2 separate regions of the Zea mays genome follow, and region 2 is linked to region 1. The links are chromatin contacts, called in public Hi-C maps. All regions are on one chromosome and are shown on one strand. Each heading gives the region's core, a stretch centred on a gene start, on an enhancer-like site or on the middle of the called end of the contact. The rest is flanking DNA. Distances are from core to core; before and after follow the strand shown. Region 1 holds the start of LOC100285725 (ABA-responsive protein). Region 2 holds the start of LOC100384299.

What was found. A called contact is a pair of places that touch in the nucleus more often than the background predicts.
Region 2: a Hi-C map of leaf shows a contact between it and region 1, with 8 times the contacts expected there. The contact joins the promoter of LOC100384299 here to the promoter of LOC100285725 in region 1. A contact is called at or near these places in 5 of 25 Hi-C or Micro-C datasets (bundle sheath, ear, leaf and 1 more).

What each region holds. Positions count from the first base shown.
Region 1 is chr10:14,243,027-14,248,580 of Zm-B73-REFERENCE-NAM-5.0, reverse strand. It overlaps LOC100285725 (ABA-responsive protein), which reads right to left and starts at 2,410. Exons shown (of 3, transcript NM_001158616.2): 1 at 1,958-2,410; 2 at 118-392. The coding sequence starts at 2,303.
Region 2 is chr10:14,453,413-14,458,966 of Zm-B73-REFERENCE-NAM-5.0, reverse strand. LOC100384299 reads left to right here and starts at 2,455. Exons shown (of 3, transcript XR_559901.4): 1 at 2,455-2,777. It overlaps LOC103640880 (protein EXECUTER 2, chloroplastic), which reads right to left and starts at 296. Exons shown (of 4, transcript XM_008664336.3): 1 at 1-296.

The DNA of each region.
Region 1 (5,554 bases), core at 1,161-3,660:
ACGAGAAGCAAAGCGTGAGTGACTCATATGTCTCTCATCGATCTCTACGGCCACTCGTCTCCTTCATTTTGACGACGACGTACGCGCCCATGCATGCGACACCGATCCATACCATACCTTGTAGTAGCTCCAGGCGGTCTGGCCAGACGGCGCGGCGAAGGAGAGCGGGCGGTCGCTGCAGAAGGCGACGTTCAGGTTGGTCAGGTACAGCGTGCCGGCGACGGGCCCCGTGGCCGTGGAGAGGTAGCAAGCGAACGTCTTCTTCAGGTGCTCGTCGGGGCTGGACGAGAACGTCTGCTTGTACAGCTTCTCGAAGCCGCCCTCCGACAGCGCCTTCGCGCCGAGGCTTAGCTTCCCCATCGCGGCGTCCGACATGGATGGCGCGGCCTTCACTGGAACATGTACAACAAACAAACACACGTCAAATGTGCTGCCCAGGCCCCAGCACCTGGCCTGGGTCAACAGTTTGATTAAGGCTACAGGAAATGAGCTGGGTTAATTCCCTCACCATAAAATAAATCACCAAATGGGCACAGATATTCGCTTTTGACCTTATTAGCATGTGGTTTAATTAGTGTGTCAGCAATGACCTCGTTTTACCACTTCTCAGCATTTAAGTACCTTAGAACTACTACTGTAGTACTGTTTAAGGTGGAGTAGAAGAGTAAGCAGGTTTGCCATGAGCCCATGACCTGACCTTACCACTTCCCAGCATTCAAGTACCCTAGAACTACTTTTCAAGGTGGACTAGATGAGGAGGCATAGATTAGATTTCAAAATCAACAAGCAGAATTTAGAGACAAGATGGAAGTGTGTTCTTTTCGAAAGTAAAAAAAGGCTTGGCAGCATTCATATTTCCGCATCATCATAGAAAATACAGTGCTGCATTGTTAAATGAATCTAGTTACAAGGGTCAAATGAACCGTTTATATCTCTACTATATTAAATAGTCAGTTTTCTTGTTCTACGGTTTAAACCGTTGTTGTGCTCCTCTACGTTTAAATAATAAAAAATGCTAAAATCATATACAAATAGAGATTCAAATTATGGTTGTTGGCTTTAAACCTCAAATTTACACCCATCTAGCCAACAAAATACTTATATTTGTTCTGTATTCTATACTTAAAACATAAATAAAAATCGTAACAACACTTTCCTAGTCTATCATAAAACTTAAGTGTATGTGTATAGCTTTTACACATTGGTTTTTATTCAGCTCATCGCCAGGTTTTCAAATTTCTTTTACCGACATTTAGTTATATACCAACAATTTAAAATTATATAACTCAAATATAATAAAAAATACATAATCCATAAATAAAACTGCATAACTTAAATATAAAAATAAATAATAAATAATCCATAAATAAAATCTAATTTATAGATTATATTCTAGTTTTTTTTAAAAAACCTGTTTTACGGATTGTTTAACATTTTTAATGGTTAAAAAAATAGCCAGTTGACACCACTAAAGTCGATCATTATCAACAGGTTCTTCAATACGGTTGTCTGTAACCAATCTATCTGGCTCTGAATAGACAACCAATCTATTTGGCTCTGAATAGATGGTCGTAGACCTACCTATCGATCGGACAAACCGATCTAACAGTTGTGGTCGATATCGATCCGAGTTGTATTGAGCCTAATGAATAATGACCAACTTAAGAGCTTAAATTACTACATGCTCAAATGTTGAATTTCAATTTCAAGGTTAATCCGTGAGTTTCTGCTGACATTTGCGTAAGTTGCTATATGTATATTCTGTTATCTATATAATAGCTAACTCTAGCTTAGAATCGGCTGATATTGGTAGATTTAGGAAATGCATCGTCTAATAGTGCCACGTAGAACAACAAAGCAAAGATTTCAGTGCCTCTTGTCTCTGATCAGGGGACGAGCAAAACAGAGCATCCTCTGCTCCAACCAACCGAAACAAAAGCATAGGATCCGAACTTACGATTGACCCAGATGTTGGAGGCCAGCTCCTCGGCCTTGCGGCTCCAGGTGTTGAAGAAGTCGAGGATGTGCTCCATGGGGCTGTCCCCCTTGCCCCTATGCTGTGGCGGCGGCGGCGCCGCCACGGGCTCACCGATGATGACGTACGGCGGCAGCTCCTGGTCCCCGCGCGCGGCCGTCCACCGCGCCGCCTCTTGGTTCTCCGGGTGCGCCCCGGGGGCCGCCGGCGGGCCCATCTGCCGCGTGCCCCACCGCGCCGTCTCCGCGGAAGGCATCGCGGGCTGCGGCGCGCCGGCCGGTGGCGCGGCCGTCGTGGCGGGATCGTGGGTACCGTCCTTGCTCTCCATGGATGACGACGACGACGTCAAGGGAAGCTTACAGAGGTTGGGGGTGATGGATCTCGTTGGGAGTGGAAAGCGCGAGAAGACACGACGGAAGAGTGATGGGGCTGATTGGCGGGACGGGCGGCGAGAAGGGAAAGTTTTTATAGCCGGTGCGGTGCAGTGCGGTGACGCGTCGGCCGGTGCCTTCGGGAGCAAGAACCTTCGAGGCGCGGTACACGCGGCGGTAGGATTACGTAGGCAGTGGAGAACTGGAGAGCGGGATTCTTCGGCGTGGAGACAACGTGTTCGACGTATCCTACTCGCTCCGTTCCAGATAGGTGCACGTGTCCCTGAACAAGTACTCCGTTCGTACTAAAAAATAAGGTCGTTTAGGATATCATTTATGATACAAGAAGTAATTAATTGCATGGTAATTTTTCAGTGTATACCATTATTAAATACGTCATCGGGTCCATCTAAAACTAAATCACTTGAATGCTCAGATGGTTGTGTCGGTTGTGCTAAGAGCTGAGGTTGCTGGTTAATCCGTTGGCGCGCGAGAATTTTGGTGCACTTTTCCATTTGTGCGGTTGCAATCTTTTTGGCCGAGGCGTCTATATATGTATTTTTGTTCGCTGACTATTTTTATTAATCTCCCTCCTCGAGCTCTTCTATTTAAACAGCGGTACCACTCTCTTGTGCTACACTCTCTGGTATTACCCTAGGAAGTGAAGTTTACACATACGAATTCACAAGTAAGGAATTGCCTAGAGACTAATTGCTGTTTTCAAGGATAGCCGAAGAGCTTGATTCGAGAGTTGGGAATGCAGCATCAGATATCCATTCATTTCATCAGGAAGCACGCCTATCTGTCCAAAAAAGTTAAGATCATAGATTCAAATCGGAGCGGGGCAAGTAAGCGACAGCTTGCAGTTATTGAGAGCAGGGTCCTTAGACAACTTTGCTTGGTTCATCGCAACCACTGTTTGATTATATGGCTATGTAATCCAGGCTAAAATCCGCTTTTCAATAGATTGACGATAGATCACTGTTGGGGACTTGTTCTCAAATACTAAGAGTTAAGAACAAGGCAACACAGAAAACGTTAAATATTAAAGTCCTTCGTCCTTCGAAGCATTATTTCCCTTGAGATATAATGATTTTCGGACGAAAGTTATGAAGGACATACATTTATAAATATTACATATCATAATGAAAAGGGAATTACATGGAATATAAAAGATAACATGAATAGTTATGTATTATTATCAACTCATTTTTATTTTATTGCTATAGAAGAATAGGAATGATGATGGGTTACAAATATACCTTTGACTTGAAAGAAGGTAAAAGTACAAGCGTGATGCAAAAGCAAATGCCAAGTCAGCGTGAACAGTACGAGAGTACTGTTCACCTATTTATAGGCACGGGTCGCAGCCCATGTAAAATTACATCCAGGCCCTTTGCTTTTGATAATAACTCTATAGTAATCTATCGGTGTCTAAATAGTCTTTTCCTCTTTAAGTCGGTTTCCTCTTTTCTGCCTTCATGCCGAAGCTTTCTTGCGCACAGCTTCGGCTCTGTTCCATCCTTCGTTCTCTTTGTGTTTCTTCATACAACAATTTTGACTTGTCCGAAGGGTTTGTGTCCGAAGGTACCTGCTCATGTATTATACTCCAGAAACATTGTCAAATCACATTTTTGAGGACCTTCAGAAGCCGAAGGCCCCCAAACAGTAGCCCCTCGCAATATTAATTTGTTAGGATAATAAATTCAGATTGTGATATGGACGAAGGCCCTAAGCCGAAGGTCCGAAAAAACATCTTCCTCTTGCTAGAATAGCAACAATCAATGTCAAGCGGGGCCCTCCTGTTCTCAATGCGCCAGATGTATAAATAAGAGCACACCGCAATGTCATTTGGTACGCTTTCTTTGCCATCTGCTCTTGCTTACTCAACTTTTAGCTCCTGCGCAACAAGACTTGCTTAATTTGTAAGTTTTTTAAGCTTCGGCTTAAAAAGCGGTTTTTAGCGTTTCCGAAGATGTCTGAAGATAAGAAAGTTGTTGCTGAAACAAAGCTGAGCCTTCTTGAGGAGAAGAATCTTGGCTTTCTTGAATCAATATCAAAGACAAATACAGAAAAGATTACAAGGGAAATTTTGGAAGGTTTATCTGAAGATACTGATGATAGTGATAATTATGATGCCGAAAGTGGGGGGGGGGGAAGACTCGGAAGATCGACCCTGGCGGCCAAGCCATGCAGTTTTTGAAAAATCAACCATTAAACAAAGCCATCTTGCCAATATGAGAGGTAGATATTTTCGGGATTTGTCTATTGTGAGGGCTGACGAAGGAGAGAAAACTTGTCCTACTCCCGAGGAAAATGAAGTCGTGATCTTCCGAAGCTTCTTCAAGGCTGGGCTTCGGTTTCCTCAGAGCAGTTTCGTGGTTGAATTTTTGAAGATATTTGAAATCTGCCTTCATCAAATTACTCCCGAAGCAATCATAAGGATGGGAATCTTTGTATGGGCCGTGAAGAGCCAAGGTTTGGAGCCAAATGCAAAAAGTTTCTGCAATATGCATGAGCTATTATATGAGACGAAACCCTGGGGTAAAGAACAATATCATAACAATTTTGGATGCTATAGCTTTGGTGCTCGATCTGGGTCAAGCTGTTCCGTGCCAACCTTTCGAAAGAGATGGCCCGGAGACTGGATGAAGGAATGGTTCTATGTGAAAAATGATTTGAAGGCACGAGAAGATATTAGAGATATCATCATGCGCCCCATCTGGCAGCGTTTCGGCCTCCGGAAACCGAAGGTGGAAATGGATGAAGCAGCCGAAGAGTGCCAGAGGGCCTTCGGCATAGTCTGCTCTTTCATCGGGACTAGGGACTTAGTTCAAGAGCACGTGACCTACAGGATATGGCCATTGGTAGCTAACTGGGAAATGTCGAAAGGAAACCATCAACAACCCACACGAAGGTGGCCTGGTTCGTCTAAAATATACCTTCAGGTTCGTAGACCAATTTATCGAGCCAGACGACGATTGGTTGAAATGCGTTGAAGCTACAAGCGATGAACTGCTTGGGCCATACTCAAAGGCCGAAGATACTGCACTATCTGCGGCCTTCGGAGGCCGGAAGAAGAAAAGACTCAACCGAGTTTTTGATGCTATTGGGTTCGTCTATCCTGACTACCGTTACCCAATACGGGGTCAGAAAAGAAAAGGTACGGCTTCTGTGAAGGAAGTTGCTTCGGCCGCTCCTAGTGAGC
Region 2 (5,554 bases), core at 1,206-3,705, 210 kb before region 1:
TCGGTCAGCTTGACTCGGGCCTTGCTTAAGGTAAGCCTTAAAAGCTCCTGAACTTCTTTATTTATCTGCAGTTACAACCATCTGTCAGTTGACTTGCTTGCAATAAGATGGTATGAACTGGTGGCAAAAGACAGCATAAAGAGAAGCCGTCTAGCATAAGATGAAATGGGCAAATGGAAGGTGATCTTGACAGCATAGAATCAGTTAAAACCGCAGCATACGCTGGAAACAATAAGATAATGAATACCAATCGGTGCTAATAGTAATTAATAGTTTTTTTTGTCAAGGTTACAAATCCAGAAACCAGTTTGAAAATCGTCCAGCCAGTTCAGGCCACCCAGTTTCTTGACCTTTTTGTTAATGGGCAAATGGGAGGAGAACGACCAGGCTCGTTCGGGCTTGCTAGCGGCGGGCGCCCCGGGGGCGTCGTGCGCGTGGGCGTCGCTGCCTGGCTCGCTCTTGCTGCGATGGAGGAGCATGTCCCTGATGAACACCTAGCGCTGGGACCCGCGCGCTGACGACGTGCCCGACGAGGACGAGGAGGACGTGGAGGAGGATGAGCGGGACGAGGCGGTTACCGGCGGGGCTGCCTCCCCGTGCGTTCCTGTCGCATCGGGGCCGGGGCCGAGATCCGGCGCCGGGACGACGAGCGCATTGATTAGCTTGAGCCGCGATGACGAGCTGTGGAGCGGGGACATGGACCGCGCGTCGGCGCGCGACCGCCCACGCAGTCCTCGTTGTCGTCGCTTCCGGGGTCGAGATCCGGGAGTGGGGGTAGGGTGAGCGGTCGGATCTGGCCGTTGTGGAAGAGCTCGTCGGGCGGGCGGTTCGCGGAGCTGGAGGAGCGGCGGGCGATTCGCGGGATTCATGGTGCTTGAGGCGCGGCCGCCCACGCAGTCCTCGTCGTCGTCGCTTCCGGGGTCGAGATCCGGGAGTGGGGGCAGGGTGAGCGCCAGATCTGGCCATTGTGGAAGAGCTCATCGGGCTGGCGGTTCGCGGAGCTGGAGGAGCGGCGGGCGATTCGCGAGATTCGTGGTGCTTGAGGTGCGGGCGGGCGTGCGGGTGGGATTCGCCGCGGGGGAGGCGCGGGATTCGCGGTGCTTGAAGCGCGACATCGCTGTGCTTGAAGCGCAGCGGGCGATGGCTGGTTTCGTGAGGGCGTGCGGGTGATGGCTGGTTTCGCGGCGGGGGAGGCGGAGCGGCGGGTGGAATTCGTAGGCGGGGGCAGTCTACACTGCCCCCTTAATAGTTAGTACAGATATGGTGGACTGGTCTAAAGCACACAAAAAAGCACTGTCCAAGCAAGGTTCCGTTCGAAATAATTTTGGATCGGACCGACCCAAAATTATGCATCAGGTTGTGCTTAGACCGAGGTCACGGTCTACGGGCGGGCACGAGCACGATCCGTTTACAGAGACACAAAATAGCCCATATACAGACACGAAGAGACCCATATTCATTTGGTCATCCGTGTCTGATCATGGAAATTATGAGCTCTAATTTGGCTAGCAGCATACTTAGGGCCCGTTTGGCACAGCTCCAGCTCCTGATTCTAAGCGAGGATCTGGAGGAGCCGTGCCAAACGGGTATTTTTTTAAACTGATTCTCGTGTGGAGCCAAAAGATTGGGAGTCGTTTTTGTGAAGAAAGGTGGGATCTAAAAAAACCTGCTCCACCCTCCCTTAAAACAGCTCCTCAACCAACCAAATATGGACCTCCCCTTAAAGTTTGATCGAAATTACCCGCAATTGCTATTGGACAAAAACATAACGAGCCAATTTATGGACTAAACATTTGAGACCATTTTATGCACTACTATGATAAAAATATTTTATATGTTATTTTTTCATGATTTTTTTTCTGTATATGCATCCTACTTATTGGTTTGTAACAAAGTTGAACTGCAAAGGGTAAAGTAGACAAAAATCAGTTTACTTGCCAAACGGTTTTAAAAATGATTCTGATTCTCTAGGAGAATCAGGAGGATCAGCTTCTCACGAGAATCAGGATCTGGAGCTAAAGAAGCAGGAGCTGGAGCTTTGCCAAACGGGCCCTTAATCACGCAGATGAGGTGTTCACTCCCATTGGTTTCATGTTCTTTGTTTTTTTTTAAATTATACAACTTGAAATGTTAATATCTTTTAAATTATATATGTGTTTTGGTTTTCGGGCTTTATGATGAATTTCGAACTGAATTTCAGTTTTGATATGAATTTTGAGCTCTATATGATTTTTAGGCTAGAATTTGATATTGGATTTTTTTTTACAATTTCGAACCGCACAAAATAGATCTGGCACGTTTAACCATAACGTCCACGAATCGAGATCTAAACCCAAGGGCAGTCCCGATACGGCCCCTAATAATTAAGAACCAGCCCGATCTGAAATTCAATCATACTAGACCTTTTCAGGCTTAGTCTGGATCGGGCAGCCCTTGGATTACGCGGTCAGGGCCCAATACCCGTAATTCGTTATCCGTAGGCCGACGAAGGCCGAAGGCCGAAGCCCAAACCCTTCGAAAACCCTTCTCCCGTCCTGCTCACTCCCGTCTCCGAGCGCCGCCGCCGCCAGCGCCGACACGCGATAAACAAGAGGAAGAAGAGGCCAACCGATCCAGCAGCGATGGCAGGCGGGGGCATGGTGGGGGGCGCTTTCTGGGCGACGCGGGCGCTGGAGGTGGTCAAGCGGAACGATTCCCCGGGCCTATTGTGGAAGCGCATCAAGCTCACCACCACCCGCAAGAACAACGCCAAGAAGCGCCTCAAGCGGCTCTGGCAGGTCGGCTACCATCCTTCTCTTTTACGTTCTGTGCAGCGTTATGGGGAGACCTCATGGGCTCCCTTTCTTTTTTGTCCCCGACCCATTCGTGGTTCTGGTTCATTTTGGTTCGATTGATGCTTCCTGAATCTTTGGCTTGTTTTCCCAACTAGTGATTATGGCGCGCCCTTACGCAAGTTGGCACCACAGATATAGTTTGTGAAAATGCACTAGTGATTATGGATATAACGACATAGCAAACAAAAAGCAGAGATATATTAATTTGCACGCTCCCATACGGACGTAGGGTCATTGCGATCACCTGTCAGAGTTGTTACATCGTGAAACGTAATTCGTTGGTTAATACAAAATAGCTCATCATTATGTTAACTTGTTTGCAACACAGGGGATCCCTTGGATCACAAACCAGTCTTAAGCAGTGGTGTTTCAAAGCGTCACCGCGGCGTTCAGGTGTACCTAGCTCGCCTTGGAAACAGTGGCGTTTAGGCCAACACTCGCCTGGACGCCTAGTCACCTTTTAAACACTGGTAGTAAGATACCATAATGTTATCATACAAGCAAATGAAGACCCTAATCTAGAACTGGAATAGCAAGTTAGTGTAGATGCTCTCGAGCTTGACGCTGCCGCCTATGAGCATGGCGATGATGCCAAGGAGGAAGTTGATGATGTCCTTGCCTGCCCCTGTGATGATCGAACCACCATCTGGACCTCTTTGGCGATGAGCAGTTGATGGTCAGGGTTGCCGATTGATGACACGAATGCTGGCGTGGCGGCTGTGTTGCCCATGTAGTGATGTGCGTGCGCCACAAGATCACATCACGTTATGATTGGAAGATTAGGTTTCTAGCTAGGATACGATTGGATCATTGCTTGCATCCTGCATCGGTTGACTGAGTTCGAATAAAAAAGGTTGATATGGACGGAGCAGGAAAGGCAACGCATTGGGCGAAACGTTAGGAGTATTTAGAAATACTGGGTGCATTTAAGGAATAGAAAAAGCGGGTTGAAAAAATGCCTACTTAGAGGCTGGTGTTGCTGACAACCCAAGCCGTCTACCCCTCCCCAACATGTGACTTTTTCACAAAACAGTTCTTCTATCTTTTTTTCTTCAGTGTGCTTCCTTTTATGAAGCTTGGTGCTGCAAGCACTCAGGATCGTTCACTACCAATAGCATCCCCAGTTCACTGCTCTACTGCACTCTTTGTTTTCTGCTCTAATACTTGATTTCTCCTGCTCCTGCCTGAATCTTACTTTTGCAAGCTTCAATATTTGCCCCTGATGTTCCCCTGTTAATCCCTTGATTTTTTTAATTGAAACTTGTGTGATTCTTGGGTGTAGCTTGTTGCAGATTAGTGTCTAAACATGTTGGCAAAAACTCTTCCATTACACATGCCCACATGTGACATATATATGATACATGGAAAAGTGTTTGGTGTAAACCACATCTTCGGTGGAATATTGAAAAACCCCTAGATAAACATAATTAGGAGCTTTCAAAAATATTGAAATGGTGCTGGTCCATACTGCATGTATAGATGTACATAGCCACAAAAATCGCGATTCAAATACATTTTTGTAAAAACTCATACTGAAAACAAATTTCAAGTGGAATTGTCTTCAGTGCATATGCACCTGAACCATGTTATTTTCGTATGAATTTTTAGGTAGAGTTTGAATCTCAAAATTGGCAGTGTACATCCATTCAATGCACTATTGGATGTACAGTGTTTCAGTTTTATCTTAGACTCCTAATTATATTTTTCTATGGTTTTTTACAATTTCATTGAAGTGGTTTGCACTGAATATTGTTCTACGATACAGTGCAGCCACAAGTGTAGAGTTCTTTCTTGGTGGGATCAGTGTTAATGGCCACTTGTTTGATTTGATAGATGCATGGCGTCACTGAAATCGTATGTTTGGGAAACCTAGATTTAGGTCCTCGTATGTTTGGCAAACCTGGATTTAGGTCCATTTAACTGATCTTTAAGAAAATCACCATTTGTCAACCTAGTCTTGTTACTTCACAAATCACAAGTGTGCTTTTGTCAAGTTTATGAGCATTCTATTAATCTGTTCTATTGCATTTTATAGATCGTTTTTCTTTCCCCTGAACACACTACCTCTGAGCTGGTGCAATTTTGCTGCATAACTATTGAATGGCTGTAGTGGTCACTTGTTTTCTCCTGATCTTTTCTTTTATTTGGAGTTAGATTTATATATATGGAGCATATTGCACATTTAAGTACAAGTGTGTTATCTTGCTGCACTAAGCTGATCCTTGCATCTTACTAACTGGCTTTAGATAATTTTGGAAACAGAATTGTATGTTCACTGCATCATGATTCAGAATCCTTGTGGTAAAACCCATACATGCAGATATACTGATTTCGTTATTTAGGTTGCTCACTCCGTCCTGAGGCAGTAACTATTCATTTTTTGCACCCAACTCTTTATCCAATGCTATCAAGTTGTCCCTTGAACGTTTAACTGCAATTAGTCGGTAATCGGTCTCTTGGCCTTAACTAGGCTCTATGACTCAGTCTAACTGACCAGAAATAAATTCATCCAAGGTTTTCAAGTCGATAAGTCGAGTCGACAAGGTACCGACTTGGTGACTAGTCGATAAGTCAGTCGACTAGTCGTCGACTTGCCAATATAGTGGCTGTTTTGCCTATATAATGGCTTCATATAGACAATATAACATTTATATATGAAGAAAGAGCATGTTTTACCTCATTTGAAGCCTGAAATTGAACGAAACTGAAATAAACAGCAA